Regions from separate parts of the Mus musculus genome. Here region 2 is linked to region 1. A link is a contact called in public Hi-C data. All regions are on one chromosome and are shown on one strand. Each heading gives the region's core, a stretch centred on a gene start, on an enhancer-like site or on the middle of the called end of the contact. The rest is flanking DNA. Distances are from core to core; before and after follow the strand shown. Region 1 overlaps Map3k4 (mitogen-activated protein kinase kinase kinase 4). Region 2 overlaps Gm41527 (a long non-coding RNA gene).

Region 1 (7,710 bases), core at 2,997-5,496:
AGGGACATCTGCTTGCCCTTTGGTGATAACAGACACCTGCTGCTTCAGGGCCTTGGACACATATGTAGCCTCTTGGTGGTAACACAGACCAGGACCCCACCATGGTCCCAGGTGACATCACTGGCTATTCTTCATCAGGCTGTTCCTCATTACCTTCAAGTCTCCAGTTCTGCCTCTCTTCCCTGTGCCCACATCCTTCTGCTTGTCTTTCTCTTCATCACTCTACCACATACATGGTCTTCTTAGTGGTGCCCAGAGTCTCTGAGTATCTGGAGCCTGCCCAAGAGTGGCCCCAGGAGTCCTCTGCCCATCTGTGTATTATGTCACTGGGTAGGGGAACATCTTGGGTATGGTCTGCCTCCTCCCCATCCCCCCAGGCCTGTGCAGCACCAGACTGGTGGTTCTCTCAGGCTAGCTCCCTGTCCAGGCCCCATGGCAGTAGTCTGGTGGTCCTCTCAGACTCGCTCCTTGCTTGGCCTGGCTGAGTGGACCCATGTGAAGATCAGCTGTCTCAGGCTCACTCCTGCAGGGGTCCACCATCCCAGGCAGGTTCTTCTAGTCTCCCACTTGCTCCCCATCCTGGGAGCCCACCTGGGCCTGTGTGTTGCTTAACTGGTAGTGATTGTCTCAGGCTAGCTCCCTGTTCAGACCCCTGGTGCTGGCTTGGTCATCATCTTAGGCTTCCCTTGTTCAGGAAATGCTAGGCTACTAGTCACTCAGCTGTTCATAGGTCAGAAGATTGAGCCTAGGTAGACCTAGCCTGTCTCCCCTCTGCCACCTACTGACACATGCACGTATGACACAGCAGCCACACCTGCAATGCCTCTAGGGGCAGCAGCACATATGCACGCATTTATATATGAGCTGTAACCAGAGGAGTTCTGTTTGGAGTTGGAGAGTGGCATGAGGGCAGAAGTAAGCAAGATACAGTGATGGATGAATGGAAATATAATAAAACAATTGAAAACAAGAGAAATCAAAATAGTTTGAAACGAATTCTATATGGTATAATAGGCAGGCATAGTATTTGAGAGAAAATATTCAGCATTAGCCTTTGATTCGAGTGTGCCTCAGGTATGTGGTCTTTATTGCACCACAAGGCTACCCTTGGCATGAAGACTTGGTGATTTTGCTTTGACACTTCACTGGTGTGAGATTCTGGGTTTGCTTGTAGTAAGAGAGCCACAGAAATAAGCTAGAGAGAAGGCTTGTCTTAAGGTTTCTGGTGTTGTGATAAAACACCACGGCTCAAATCAACTCGAGGAGGAAGAAAAGAAGGTGGCTGGGTGTGGTGGGAGATGCTCGCCTGCTCACACGATGTGCGTGGCTCGTGCTTTGTGCTCTGTTACCTTGCCTCATAACCGCGGTGCGTATGGCCTCTTGTGTGGCCGGCCCTACTGATTCTTGGCACGCTGCCTTTTCTTTCTCAACATGCTCATGTTTTCTGAGAATGAAATGTAAATGAGCAAGTGGAACTAATGAAAGGCCAAAGCACACTTTGCTTTCGGGCTCCTCATGCAAGGCTTCTGTTTCTGTTTGCACGGTGGAGTTACACACCTTAGAGTCTCCTGGGTGTGGTAGCTGAACAAGAGCTAGTGCAGAGCCTGTCATTAGGTCCCAGTTTCTTCTTGTCCTCATATAAATAGAAGTGCCTTCTTTTCAAAGGCATCTCGCTTACTGGTGGCTTTTAAAGTAATTTTTTTCAGAATTGGACTAGTAGGTGATTAAAATGGGCTAGCACAGGCCCTTCCCTGCGCCTGGGATTTGCCAGACATACTGTTGTTCTGTTTCCTCGAAAGACAGGTGAGGCACCCTTCCTATGTTGGAATGCAGACTTGTGCCTCTCTTGAAGTATGTGTTGGAAGTCTCTACCTCCACGCCTTCCATTCCCAGGACATCAGTACTGGAGTAGAATTGCTAATCACTTACTTGCTCAGCTTGGCCACACAGTTTGGTGTTCTCACCTGCAGTGTAGAGGGTTCTATTTCCTCTGTTTCAGTGTCAATACTGACTATTGGCCTGTCCTCCTGGGTGTAGACTGCTCACAGGTTTTGATTAGCTTGTCTTGTGTATCGCCTCACTGTGCCTTTTGGACAGGTCTCTGATCAGATCTAGGACTTGCAAACGTTTCCTCCTGTACTGTGAGCTTTGTTACCTTCTCATTTATAATTAATTGCACAGGACATGCAGTTTGATGATGACAGTTTCTTGGCCTTTGTTTCTTTGGCAGAGGATTTTGTACCACTAAGATGGCACTGCTGCATGTAAGGTCTCACCAAGACACTCCTGCCTGCTGCCAAATGTCTTAGTTCTTCCTCTTCCATTCCAAGTTCACTCTCTCTGCCTCGAGCTCCAGTTGGTCCCTTTTCGGACGCCTGGCTGTCCATGTGCTGTCTGCTGAGTACGCTTTCCTCTGAACAATATTGATCACTGAAGCTCAAACTAGATGGCCGTTGGAATGGGGGCTATTCCAGATTCTCAGTTCTGTTCCATCGGTGACACATCTGACTTCACTGTCTAGCCATGTCTTTGTGGCTCAGCATGGAGCTGGTTAATCACAAAGTGTTGTGGTAAGCTGTGAAAGTAGGGACAGGAGCCCTCATTTTCGTCCCTGTCCAGGCTAGGTCAGTCACTGTTCTCTGCGACTCTGTGGAATCGGTGCACGTGTCTCTGTCCTTTGTTCTTTCCATGGCAGAGTCCACACAACGTGTGTCAGGCTGTGTACTGCCTCAGCAAAGGTCCTGTGTGCACATAAAGATGGCAGAGGTTCTAGAGATTAATCAGCTTGGTACTGAGCTATAAAGAAATGGTGAGAGTCCATACAGGTACAATTACCCTTGTAAGCAGGTTTATTACTGTAATGCAAAGTTTCAGATAGGAGAACCATCTGTATCTGAGAAATAATGTCACTTTTGTGTAGTTTGGTGTTTTAAGTGATGTCAGTTTTCCTATTAATTCTTTTAGATATTTTACAATCTTCCTTAAAGCTAAGTCTTACAAGAATCTTTGTGCTCTCATGCATTATATGAAACTGGGGCCAGAACCAGATGAGGTTAATTGATACCAACAAATATGTTGAATTTGACTATCTGTAAATATTTTCACTTTTAAAACCAGGTAATTTTTTTCTTTTGTATCAATTTATTTTTTTAATAGAATTTCCCATCTGTTTTTTCCCTAAAGGAATCCATCTATCTATCTATCTATCTATCTATCTATCTATCTATCTTCCCTGTTATAAATGAAGTGTTTAGATTTGTTGTAGTTTGACTCTTTGTCAAGTATTGCTTTTCCCATACATGTTGTAAATTAAGTAGTGTTATTTCACTTTCTAACACCAAAAAACCAAAACAAAACAAAAACCCAAAACAAAAAATCACACCCCAATTCTCCCCCCCCAAAAAAAAAAAACAGATCAAAAGAACAACTTTTTGGGTTATAAAAATATGGATGTACTTCCTTTTAGTGATAACAGTAAACAAAGCCAAGAAAGGTAGAATAAAGGTTAAGTGTAGAGTGCCTGCCTGTGACACTGAGTGCCAGGCAGTGTGACCCTAAGTCCTGAGACAGGAGGCAGGCAGAGGAGCCTCTTTCTTCCTGGATAGCTTGTCAGGCTGAGGTGCACAGAGGCAGCCCCAGGCAGCAGGGTGGAGAGGCAGGTTGAACTTTGGAGCTGAGGCAGTTAGAGGTTGAGGGAGAGTCCTTGAGAGGAAGACTACAGAAAAGGCTGCAGGCGCCTGCTGTCTGTCAGGCCTCTGGGCTCTGCAGCCACAGACACATGTGTTTAGGGCACACACTACTCAAGATCAGGCAGAGCCAGGCACAGAAGTGCTGCTGCTGTTCGAGGAGAATCTGCAGAGCCAGCCGGAAGGCCAGCGTGATGCTGAAGTCTTTCTTAGGGCACTCAGGAGAGAGTTGGCGTTCCTGGCTTAGCAGCAGGGCCAGACTAGCCTAGAGAAAGGCTTCTCTGCTTTTCTGTGCCATTGCCTTCAGCATACTTGAGAGGAGGCATGAGGGTTGCAGGGAGTTAGAAATAAATTACAGCAGTCTACCCTTCACCCCAGATCCTAAAGCATGACGGCAAAGTCCAAGTAACAATATTAACTTTATGACATCAGTATCCAATAAAAATGACCAGTTACAGTACATGGCTGTGATTCCAGCATTGAGGAGGCTGAGGCAGGAGGCTCATCTTGGGCTACATAATAAGACCTTCCAAAACAGAACAGAACAAAACAAAACAGAAACATAAAACTAGTCATTCCAGGAAGCAGGAAAATATGACTCACACCCAGGGTAAATCTGCACTCAGCAGTGACAATCCCAGAAATGTAAACAGCCACGGCGGCAGCCAGAAGTGCTGTTCCATAGAAAGTCAGCTTTAGATACCTAAAATACACAAGGAGATTCTTGTAGCGCGAGTGACCTGGGATGAAAGGTGACAGCCTCTTGGGTGACAGCCAGAGCGGGATGCTCAGAGAGGTGGACACTAGGCTGTGAACGTGGGAGCATAGCAGCAGACAATGCTGAAGTGGCGCAGAGAGAGCACCCAGGAGGCACAGAGCACCAGGCTCAGGTGGCACAGGCAGCTGAGTTCCAGACACGGATGGCATGGGCACACAGGTGCAGGAAAGACTAGTGGCAGAGAGAAGCATTTTAAGTAATGGCTTCACATGCAGTCTGTACACACAGGCTTCACACGCAAGCTGCACACTCAGGCTGTACATGCAGGCTTTACACGCAGGATGCACACGCAGGCTTCACACACAGCCTTCACACTCAAGCTGCACACTCAGGCTGCACACGCAGGCTTCACGCAGCACAGGAATCCCACAGCACAAGCCTGTCACTGTAAAGTCACTGTGTACTCTGTGTTCAGTGGTTGTCAGTCCTGTGAGTGACGTCAGCGGCTTTCTCCTTATGCCCCATTTATAGTAGCTCTCTTCCTGTGTTCGTACCCCAGGAGCTCTGACAGAACCAACTTCCTTTGATTCTTCACCAAATCAGTTTTTCTTAGGTGTCCTTAAAAATCTTTCCTTACAAAGGCTTTATTATGCTTAGTCATAGCCTTGGAAGAATTGTAATTATCCTTAAACTAATGGTTACTTAGTTCAGTGCTAAATTCCTTAATTTGTATTTTTTTTTCTGGTATGTAGGGAGGACTACCCCATCTCAGACAGTGTCATAAAATATTGAAAATTACCTGATTTAGGAAACCCTTTAACTTTTACGTGATTTTTTCAAGTATGAAATGTGTGCATGTGTATGCATGTGTGTTATAGCCATTGGGTGAGCATCACGTTTGAGTTCCTTTTGCATCTGGTATCTGCTAATATTACGTCCATCAGTGCCTGTTAACCTGTTGGGGGCCATAGACTGAGAGTGTGATGAGACCTGGAGTAGAGGCGGAGAGTGCACAGGTGCTGGTGAGGGGCTTGTGCTGGGTTTCAGGAGCCTCACAGGCGAGCCAGGGAGCCACGAGTGCTTCATGCACTACCTTCATGTGTACATGTTGGTTGCATATTGAAAATTCTCTTAGAAGCTGCCTGTGATTTTTTTTTTAAAGATTTATTTATTTATTATATGTAAGTACACTGTAGCTGTCCTCAGACACTCCAGAAGAGGGCATCAGATTTTGTTACGGATGGTTGTGAGCCACCATGTGGTTGCTGAGATTTGAACTTGGGACCTCAGAGCTTTTAACCACTGAGCCATCTCACCAGCCCCCTGCCTGTGATTTTTACGCCTGGAACGTACAGGGCCTCAAGATCTCTATTGCCAGTAAGTTCCATGCTGGCCTTGGTTGGGAGAACAACACAATTAAAGATAAGTGGCGCACGCCTTTAATCCCAGCACTGAGGGGCAGAGGCAGGTGGATTTCTGAGTTCCAGGTCAGCCTGGTCTACAGTGAGTTCCAGGACAGCCAGAGCTGTACAGAGAAACCCTGTTTTGAAAAACAAGAACAAAAACAAAGAAAGAAACAAACAAAAACCTTGTGTATTTTTATCTGGAAGCCTTGAACCTCTGCTTAAAACCCTCCTCAGTTTATTCCATTTTTTATTTATAAAAAGTTGTTCTTTTCTTTATGAGGTAAGTCTTACATGTGTGTCTCCATTTCTTTTGTGGTGTCTCCATTTTCTTTTACGTCTTAGGAGGCAGCTTATGTGCTTAAGTCTTTCACAGTTCCTTAGGGGTCATTCTCTCAAGTAGAATTTGGGCTGGCTTTGAGGGCCACCGTTCATACGTGATGACTCTGAAACATTGAGGTCCCATGAGGGTATAATGGAGCTGCAGACCTCCTTTTGCGTGGCGGGTCACCGCTGGTGTGCCGCTCTCATGGTTAGGTTGTCCTTCTGTACTGCCAGCTGTTAGAAATCTAGCACATAAATCACACAGAGTATACACACTTGAAAGTGATAATAAACACGTTTCTGGTTGGTACGTTTACTGCTCTTTACTGGTGTGTGTGTGTGTGTGTGTGTGTGTGTGTGGGCACTGTTACTTGTTAGAACAGTGTGCTATTGCACCAAGTTTTGCCATCTCTGCCACCTGTGTGCTGAGATTGCTGACTGCATCAGGTCATGTCTGGTGGCTGACCTGCTGGAATGTACCCCAGTGTTGAAGAGACGTGTGACTAGAGATGGGAAGCCTCACATGGAAATAATAAAATCGCAGTCGTGTTGGACAGGTGTGTACCAGTTTGCCTATCTTACCTGCTAGAGTAGTGGTTGGCTGAGGCCTGTGGAGACAGGCTCACAAGCCTCTGTCTCCTGTGCATGGCCTCAGGTGCCCTGGTTTTCTTGGCTGTAATGTCCCAGCCCCTTGCAGTGTCTCAAAGGAGGCGCTACTCTCCTCTGCTCAGGTCCTTCCCACAGGCTGTTGTTCGTCTCAGCACTCCTGGTCTCAGCCACTTCTGGTCAGAGCTTTGGCGTTTCCGTTGAAGGATTCTTTGGAGAACCTTTGTTTTCCGCCTGGTTCTGCTCTGGCTGTGTGTTTCTATGACTTGCCTCAACTCCGTCCTAAACTCTCGTGGGTGTGTGCTAACGTGCTAGTAGGCCGTGAATTCACAGAGATCCACCTGCCTCTTCCTCCTGAAATGCTAAGATGAAAGGCATGTGCGTGCCTCGCCATAGCTTGGTCTTGAAGTCAAAGACTGGAGCAGCAGCTCCTCTGTCTGGTGCTGTACTTTTCCAACTCAGTCCTGTGTAGTCAGGTCAGTGCTGAACTCGCTGAGTCTAGTATTGCCCCAAGGAGCTGACCTGTAATTAGACACTGCGCACATACTATGGGTGTGCGGCAGGCAGTCAGTGTGTACTTTCAACTGCAGACAAGTTGGAATTAAGCCCATGTAACAAAACAGAAATGACTAGCAAAAAACAACGTCTTAAAAATTTTTAACAGCTATCATGCCTAACCCAAAATCCTAACTTCAGCAGAAAAAATATTAGTGTTAATTCAGACTTTGGAGGGCTTGCCTTCTCGTTCCCCTCAGGCTAGTTTTCCCTCTTAGGTGTAAACTCACAAGGTTGCGTGGACCGAGCTCTAACATGGTGTCCCCTTAGAGGTGCAGTGCCTTCGTGTGACGTTCTTGGTGGGAAGGGTAAGCTCCCTCTGAGGGAGAGGGGTTAGAGGTGGGCCTTTGATCCGGCTGGTAGAAATAAGCGGGCCAGGCAGACTCTCAGTTTTCCTCTCACTTAAATTATAGTCAGT
Region 2 (7,710 bases), core at 1,913-4,412, 67 kb before region 1:
ACCAGAGCACCCTGTTGTTATTAACTACAGAGAGTTGTTCATTCTCTGTTATTAGGTCAGCTTTCCTGGTTAAGAACACCCTGACGTCAGCTTCCCACCCTCACCTATGAGACAAACCACAGAGTCTATTAAACTACATTCATTTAAGATGCTAATCCCATAGGGGAAAGTACCAGAGATCTCCCAACCTAGGATTCCATGGAGCCTTGGACGCTCTCAAATTTGGCATTCTTCTGTCTTGACCCTTGTGAGTGGGATTTCTGGCATGCACCACCACAGCTGCTTTGGCTATGGGGTTTTAATTTCTCTCTGACTCAGTTGTTAAGGAGCATGCTGGCTTGATTTTCCATTATCTGGGAGTTTTTTTCTGATTTCTTACCGCTGCTGGTGATTAGAAAAGATGCTGGGAATGGTCCTGAAGTCCTCAGATTTGTCAAGAATTATTTTCTAGTCGGGCAGTGGTGGCACACACCTTTAATCCCAGCACTTGGGAGGCAGAGGCAGGCGGATTTCTGAGTTCGAGGTCAGCCTGGTCTACAGAGTGAGTTCCAGGATAGCCAGGGCTACACAGAGAAACCCTGTCTCAAAAACCAAAGCAAACAAGCAAAACAAAAAACAAAACAAACAAAAGAAAAATAGAATTATTTTGTAAGCTACAGTGTTGGTCTATCCTGGGAAAAGTGTTCTGGGCATTTGAGAATCAGGTATGTCAGGTGTCAGGTGAAATATTCATTCAATACATGTCCCATAGGGCTGTGGGTTGTACTACTTTCTTCCTGGCTAGGTCATTGGTTCTCAACCTGTGGGTCACAACAACTCCTTTGGAGGTCAAATGACCCTTTCACAGGGGTCACATATCAGATGTTTACATCACAGTTCATAGCAGTAATGAAATTACAGCTATGAAGTAGCAATCATTTTACAGTTGGGGTCACCACATGAAGAACTAACTGTATTAAAGGCATGCGGCATTAGAACGGTTGAGAACCACTGCTCCAGATGATGTAACTGTGTGGAGAGGGATGGGTTAAAGTTTTCTACTGTTGTTGTTTTATTGCCTGTTCCTCCCTTCAGACCTGTTCATATTTATGTTCTGTGTTTAGGGTTTTACCGTTAGGTGCATATAAGTTATTATTTGTTGTATCTTTGGTAACTCACATTTTAATTATAGGATGAACTTTGTCAGTTTCTTCTTTATTATATATACACATGCACACAAAAATTTTATATAATTTATAGATAGAAACATGTTAACTCAGTAATATATATATATATATATATATATATATACACATTTTGACATTTTTGGCTCATAAAAATCTGACATTTCTTTTACATAACCACAACAACATTTTAATGTGCTTTTTAAAAGTTAAAAATAAATCATGTCTGAGCTGGAGAGACAGCTCAACAGTTAAGAGAACTTATTGCTCCTGCAGAGAATCTGGGTTTAGTTCCTGGCCACTACATGGCAGCTCACAACTCTGGCTTCAGGGGATTCAATGCCGTTTAATGGCATCTGTGGACACTGGACTGCACATTGTGCACATGTGTGTATGCAGGCCAAATACTTAAACACATGCAAATAAATAAATATTTTAAATACAATAATAATAGCAATAGCAATAATATTTTTATTATTAAAATAAACACAGAACATAAATATGAACAGGTCTGAAGGGAGGAACAGGCAATAAAACAACAACAGTAGAAAACTTTAACCCATCCCTCTCCACACATCTGGAGCAGTGGTTCTCAACCGTTCTAATGCCGCATGCCTTTAATACAGTTAGTTCTTCATGTGGTGACCCCAACTGTAATTATTAATAAAAATATTATTGCTATTGCTATTGGTTAAGAGTATTTACTGGTCTTCCAGGGGGCACATGTTACATGTTTCATTCCCAGCATTCAATTTAGGGGCTCACATCTACCTGTTGCTCCAGCCCAGATGATCAGACACCTTCTTCTAGCCTTTTTGGCAGGTACCTGATCACACACACGTACACACCACATACAATTTAAAAACAAAACAAATCTTAAAATAAAAAAGAAAGAAAGAAAGAAAGAAAGAAAGGAAGGAAGGAAGGAAGAAAAGAAAAAAGTTCTTAATATCATGTAGTATGCTAGCTGTTTGTTAATACCCGCTGTATGTTACTATCCATGACTGTAATGTCACATAGTATCCTGGCTATATGTTACTATCCGTGACTATAATGTCACATAGTATCCTGGCTATCTGTTACTATCCATGACTGTAATGTCACATATTATCCTGGCTATATGTTACTATCCATGATTGTAATGTCACATAGTATCCTGGCTATATGTTACTATCCATGACTGTAATGTCACATATTATCCTGGCTATGTATTAACAGCCATGAGTGACCTCAGAATGTTTGTTATACTTGTTGCTACTGCTTCTTTGGCCAGGATCCCAATTCTTTTCTCATCTAGAATCATTCTATGCAACACAATTTTTTTCTCATTGTTATTTGGATTTTATTTCCCCTGTCATCGGAGATTTTATCTGCTAGCTTTCTCCTTGGTAGTGTGCTGCAAAATTACCCGCTCTGATCGGCTTTTTAACAATGTTCTCAAAAAAACCAAAAAAACAAAAAAAAACAAAAACAAACAAACAAAAAAAAAACAAAACCTCTATCCCTTCCAGTCACAAGCTCTACCCTCTCAAAGTCGCCAGTTTAAAGACTAAATGGAAGCAAGCCTAGGGCTAGGCCACCCATGGAGGATGAGGTCATGTGACTGCTATAGCATCTCTCTGCAAAGACTAAAGGAAACAGCAGGCACCACCAACTGCACGGCTGCTAGACACCATGCGTCTCCACACAAGCTGTCTAACGCCCACAGCCCACAGCATTTGCTGAACCCGGCGTGGCCACCAGGGTTTCAGAGAAAGGCAGAGAGAAGCCGAGACGCTGAAGGAGACTATAGCTGCTGCCCCACCCAGGATGGAGTTATACTCCTAACCCAAGGTCATCCCGAAATAGCATGGACCAACAATGCGCTTGCTCATCTCATAGTACAGCAGAGTACTATTTGCCCCCATGACCCAGTATCTAAGTGGGGTGTGATACAGCGAGTGAGAAAGTGCGGTGTCATCAGCCTGGGAAATGACTATGATTCAAAAGGCAGTTTCTACTGAATGAGTATCAAATTCACATCACCCTAGCTGCAAAACTGAAAGTAGATTGCTTGTGGTCAGGGAGTGTGTAGTGCCCATATTTCCCCTGCTTCTTACATCATAACCTGCCCGGACTGTTGTTTCCTAAGCACGAGTGCTCAGCAGATCATTCAATAGCCAAGCCTTTCTTTTGTGATCGTTAACAAACTGAATGATTGACACTTAGAGAAATTCTGTCATGTTATCTACAGGGCCGCCAACCACAGCCCCTGAATTCAAGCAACCATCTCTAAGAATAGGGGATCCTTGGGCAGGAGAGATGGCTCAACAATACTGGCTTCAGAAGCAAGAGAGCCAGAGTTCAGGTCCCAAAGCCTGTGTAAATGACAGGCGAGACATGGTGAGTCACTTCCAACTCCAGTCTCAGAAGCCAAAAGACAGGAGATCCCGGGCGCAAGCTGGCTAGCCAGACTGACCAACCCAGGAAGCTCTGGGTGTGAGTGAGAGACCTTGTGTGATGGTTTGTATATGCTTTGTCCAGGGAGTGGCACTATTAGGAAGTGTGGCCTTGTTGGAGTAGGTGTGACACTGTGGGTGTGGGCTTAAATACCCTAGTGCTAGCTGCCTGGAAGTGAGTCTTAAACTAGCAGCTTTCAGATGAAGATGTAGAACTCTCAGCTCCTCCTGTACCAAGCCTGCCTGGATGCTGCCTTGCTCCTGCCTTAATGATAATGGACTGAACCTCTGAACCTGTAAGCCAGCCCCAATTGAATGTTGTCTTTATAAGACTTGCCTTGGTCATGGTGTCTGTTCACAGAAGTAGAACTATGACTAAGACATCTTGATCAAAAAGCAAGGTGGGGAGCAGTTAAGGAAGCCTCCAGCCATTACTCTTGGGCCTCCAAACATGCTTTGTTTACATACACATGTGCTCCCACCCATATACAACACAGTCACACACATGCACAGATACACACTGTGTAAAAAAAAAAAACATATAAAGCATAGAGAAGCCTCCATGGTAGACTGAGGGTGGTGGCCTGAGGGGGCAGTCACTTCTTTCTTGGGACATCGCCCATTGAGGGTGGCTCTTCTCATTGATCCAGTAGTATAAGGAATGAATTGGTTGTGTTGAAATGAATGAATGAGCCTCCAACCTCTTCCAAGAATGTTAATTAACCTTGAGAAATACTCTGCCTTTAAAATTTTTACAGTAAGGGCCAAAAGTGGTTAAAAGGCACATTAGTTAATTTTCCATCGCGGTGACAAAATAGGTGAGGAAAACCCAACTTGATGGATTTGTTCTGACCCCAGGTTCAGAGGGTTGAGTCTGTGGCTGACTGGCTCCACTGAGCTCAGCTTGAGGGAAGGAAGGAAGGAAGGAAGGAAGGAAGGAAGGAAGGAAGGAAGGAAGGAAGGAAGGGCAGCAGTGGAGAGGCTAGATAGATCAGAGGTGTTCACCTCAGGCCGGTCGGGAAGGAGAGACAGAGAGACAGACAGAAACAGAGACAGACAGAGGCAAATAGAGACAGGGAGAAAGACAGAGACAGAGATGGACAGAGACAAAGAGAGACAGAGACTGACAGAGACTGACTTGGCAGTCAAGAAGCAGAGAGATGGTGATGAAGAGGCTGGGATCATGCGCACCTTTTAGGGGTACACCCCCGGTGACCTACGTCTTTCAGTCGGACTTCTCTTATGGTTTCTACAGCCTCCTAATAATCTGTTCAATTATGAATCTACCAGTGGGTTAATCCATTGATTAGGTGGGCACCAACTTGATCCACTGACTTCCAGTCATCTGAGTATGGCCTTGGGTAATCAAGTCTTAACTGCATGAGCCCTTTGCAGGGCCACTATAGCCAAAGCATAAAACAAAGATTAGCATGAAAAGCAAGACAAGCCTGGTGTGCTTTCGCTTATTCACACAACAAACACATATGTATAAAACCACAGGGTCTGGGATGCAATTGAAACAGTGACAACCAGGAAGGACCATGGTAAGTGGGAAGCACCAATGAGGACCACTGTACTTCCATGGAATAGAATCCACAATGCAGAAATGCAGGTGTAGGAAAGCCATAAGCAGCATGGAGCCTTCGGGGAGAGCAGGATGATTGGGAGACTTTGAAAGTTGCTTGTAGACTGAAGTCTGAAGGGAGACTGAGCTAGAGGTGATGGATTGAGGGCATGCAGGTGGAATAATCTTAGACCGAAGAGCACTAGCAAAAACCCAGAGCTCTGTGACAGTTGTGTGAAAGGAAGACCAGTAAAGCAACCATCAACAAAAAGGAAGGAGGGAAAGCATAAGTAGACTACAATCCAGTCATGCAGGTCTTTATCAAACACCAGGGAATGGGGTATTAGATCTTGCACATGGGCAAGAGGCTGTTGAAATGATAGAGTACAAGGTGAGAAGAGCATGAAGTATTGTCCCTACTTTGGAAGGAGGTGGCTTGGGGCTACTAAGGTGGAATGGAGCTGGGAGGTAGTACAAAGGTGTGGGGAGAGGTGCACTCTGATTGTATAGGGCAGTGATGCCTAAGAACTCAGGAAGAGCAACAGGTGGGGGCATGGAAACTGAGTGCAGAAACATTGAAGAAGATGCACGTAGATATACCTTCCTGATGTAGTCCGAGTAAAAGTGTTGTAGTTAGGGTTTCTATTTGTACTGGCTGGTTTTGTGTGTCAACTTGACACAGCTGGAGTTATCACAGAGAGTTCCAGTCCTGACTTCCTTGGTGATGAACAGCAGTATGGAAATGTAAGCTGAATAAACCCTTTCCTCCCCAACTTGCTTCTTGGTCATGCTGTTTGTGCAGGAATAGAAAGCCTGACTAAGACACTATTGCTGTGATGAAACACCACCACCAAAAGCAACTTGGGGAGGAGAAGGCTTAGTTCATCTTAAAGATTATAATTGTAGTACATCATCCAGAAAAGTCAGGGCAGAAACTCAAGGCAGGAACTGATGCAGAGGCCATGGAGGAGTGCTGCTCACTGGTGTGCTCCCAACAGCTTGCCCACCCAGCTTTCTTATAGGACTCAGGATCACCTACCAAGGGTTGACACCACCCATGGTGAGCCTACCCACATTAATTAAGATAAAGCTCAAGAACTCACCTGTAGGATAAGGTATTTTCTCAATTGAGAGTCCCTCTTCCCAAATGACTCTATCTGGTATGGAGTTGACCAAAAACTAACTAGCCCAAGAAGCATGGGAGATATTGGAGACATGTTTCTTGAAGCCACAAGAGTGGGTAAGTGTGTACACGTTTATAGGGAAATTTTTGTGAGGTATCATTAAAGGGAGATAGGGAGAGAAAGCATTAATATAGTATGTCATAGGATGTAAGTATAATGTGATGTCACAGGATGTTAGTATGGTAGGACATCACAGGTCAAATGATGAACAGGCTCTATCACTATCCATTCTAAAAAATGTCTGGCCACACAAATGTCAACACTTAGAAAACTCACTCTCTTTTGGGGGGATAAGAATTGTGCCAAGTGGTTTCTTGCCACTCTACGATACATATAGCAGCTGTGGATACAATAGCTTTGAAGAAAGAACGTTCACCTTTAAAGTCTGAGTATTCACATCCTCTAGCCCCCCTTTGCAGAGAGCCCTTCACCTGGAAAGGCTGAGAGAGAGGGAGAGAGAGAGAGAGGGAGAGAGAGAGAGAGAGAGAGAGAGAGAGAGAGAGAGAGAGAGAGAGGCTAGGAGGGAGTGCAGGTTGTGTTGCTCATGGAAGGAAATCCGTCCCAGATGCCCCGATGAGAAGACACAGAAAAAACAAACAAACAAACAAACAAACAAACAAACAGGAAGCCCAGGGATTCTGGAGAGACTCCCCATTCAGCTACAACCCAGGCTGGCTGAGGACAGGACAATGAGGGAAAGTCCCATGGAGACCATTGGCCCCTCCCTCTCCCAGAATGCCAATCTTCCAGACAGTGCAAGGGTTCCCTGCTTCCCAGGCAGCAGAGTGGTAGTTTCATCCGTGAAGAAAAGGAATCTAAAGACAGCTGATATTACCACAGGAGAAGAGAGAGCTTCTCGGAGGCTCTTAGGGGCACCTTGGGTGAGCAGCGGGCAAGTCTAGTAAGGACTTTCCACCTAGATGGCGCGGTACTCCTGTGGCTGTCAAGCAAGTCGCATGACCGGAAGGAAACCAGTGCTTAGGCTGAGACCGAAGTTCTCAAGTCTGTTAACAAGGATTCGAGGCACTGATTCTCTTAGAAACGCTGTGGAAAGTGTCTTGCCTAAACGGAACCAGCTCTGTAGCTTTGTAAGCTACTCTTGAACCGAAACAAGCAAACTACATGATGGTACGCAACACGATGGTTAGGTGGGGATCCTCGCTACTTTACCTCAGCTTGCTTGCTTGGTTAGACGGTGTTTCTAGTTATCTGTCTTATTGCATATAGTAGCCATCTACTCTGACCGTGACCTCTAGATCTCCAGCCCTTCTAAATCCATTCTCAACACTAACACCAACGTTTCTCCAAGCTCCCCCTTCACCGTTTAGTTCTATCTGATGTATCTCTTTCGCAACATTTTA

Evidence for each region. Hi-C and Micro-C count contacts between places; a contact is called where the count stands out from the background.
Region 2: a contact with region 1 is called in a Hi-C map of pancreatic cancer cells, with 2.8 times the contacts expected there. The contact joins two enhancer-like sites. A contact is called at or near these places in 3 of 39 promoter capture datasets (liver and macrophages), 4 of 15 datasets of contacts at CTCF or cohesin (CD8 T cells, large pre-B cells, liver and 1 more), 91 of 484 Hi-C or Micro-C datasets (the 63-12 cell line, 8-cell embryo, the AML12 cell line and 51 more), 15 of 115 datasets of contacts at active chromatin or transcription factors (CD8 T cells, the HPC-7 cell line, Th17 cells and 12 more) and 3 of 9 other capture datasets (adipose tissue, liver and pancreatic islet).

The regions. Positions count from the first base shown.
Region 1 is chr17:12,294,162-12,301,871 of GRCm38.p6, reverse strand. All of the region lies in intron 1 of Map3k4 (mitogen-activated protein kinase kinase kinase 4), which reads left to right. It also overlaps the pseudogene Gm24794. Among named protein-coding and RNA genes, the nearest start is that of Map3k4, 21 kb to the left of the region's middle. Within about 2 kb of position 4,246, at least 58 of the 459 cell types and tissues checked have an H3K27ac peak or open chromatin away from gene starts, as enhancers often do. A contact at or near this core is called in the HL-1 cell line, the N1E-115 cell line, colon epithelium and 1 more, where this site is marked.
Region 2 is chr17:12,359,678-12,367,387 of GRCm38.p6, reverse strand. The region is part of intron 1 of Gm41527 (a long non-coding RNA gene); the gene reads left to right. Among named protein-coding and RNA genes, the nearest start is that of Gm41527, 6.8 kb to the left of the region's middle. Within about 2 kb of position 3,162, at least 91 of the 459 cell types and tissues checked have an H3K27ac peak or open chromatin away from gene starts, as enhancers often do. A contact at or near this core is called in the HL-1 cell line, the N1E-115 cell line, colon epithelium and 1 more, where this site is marked.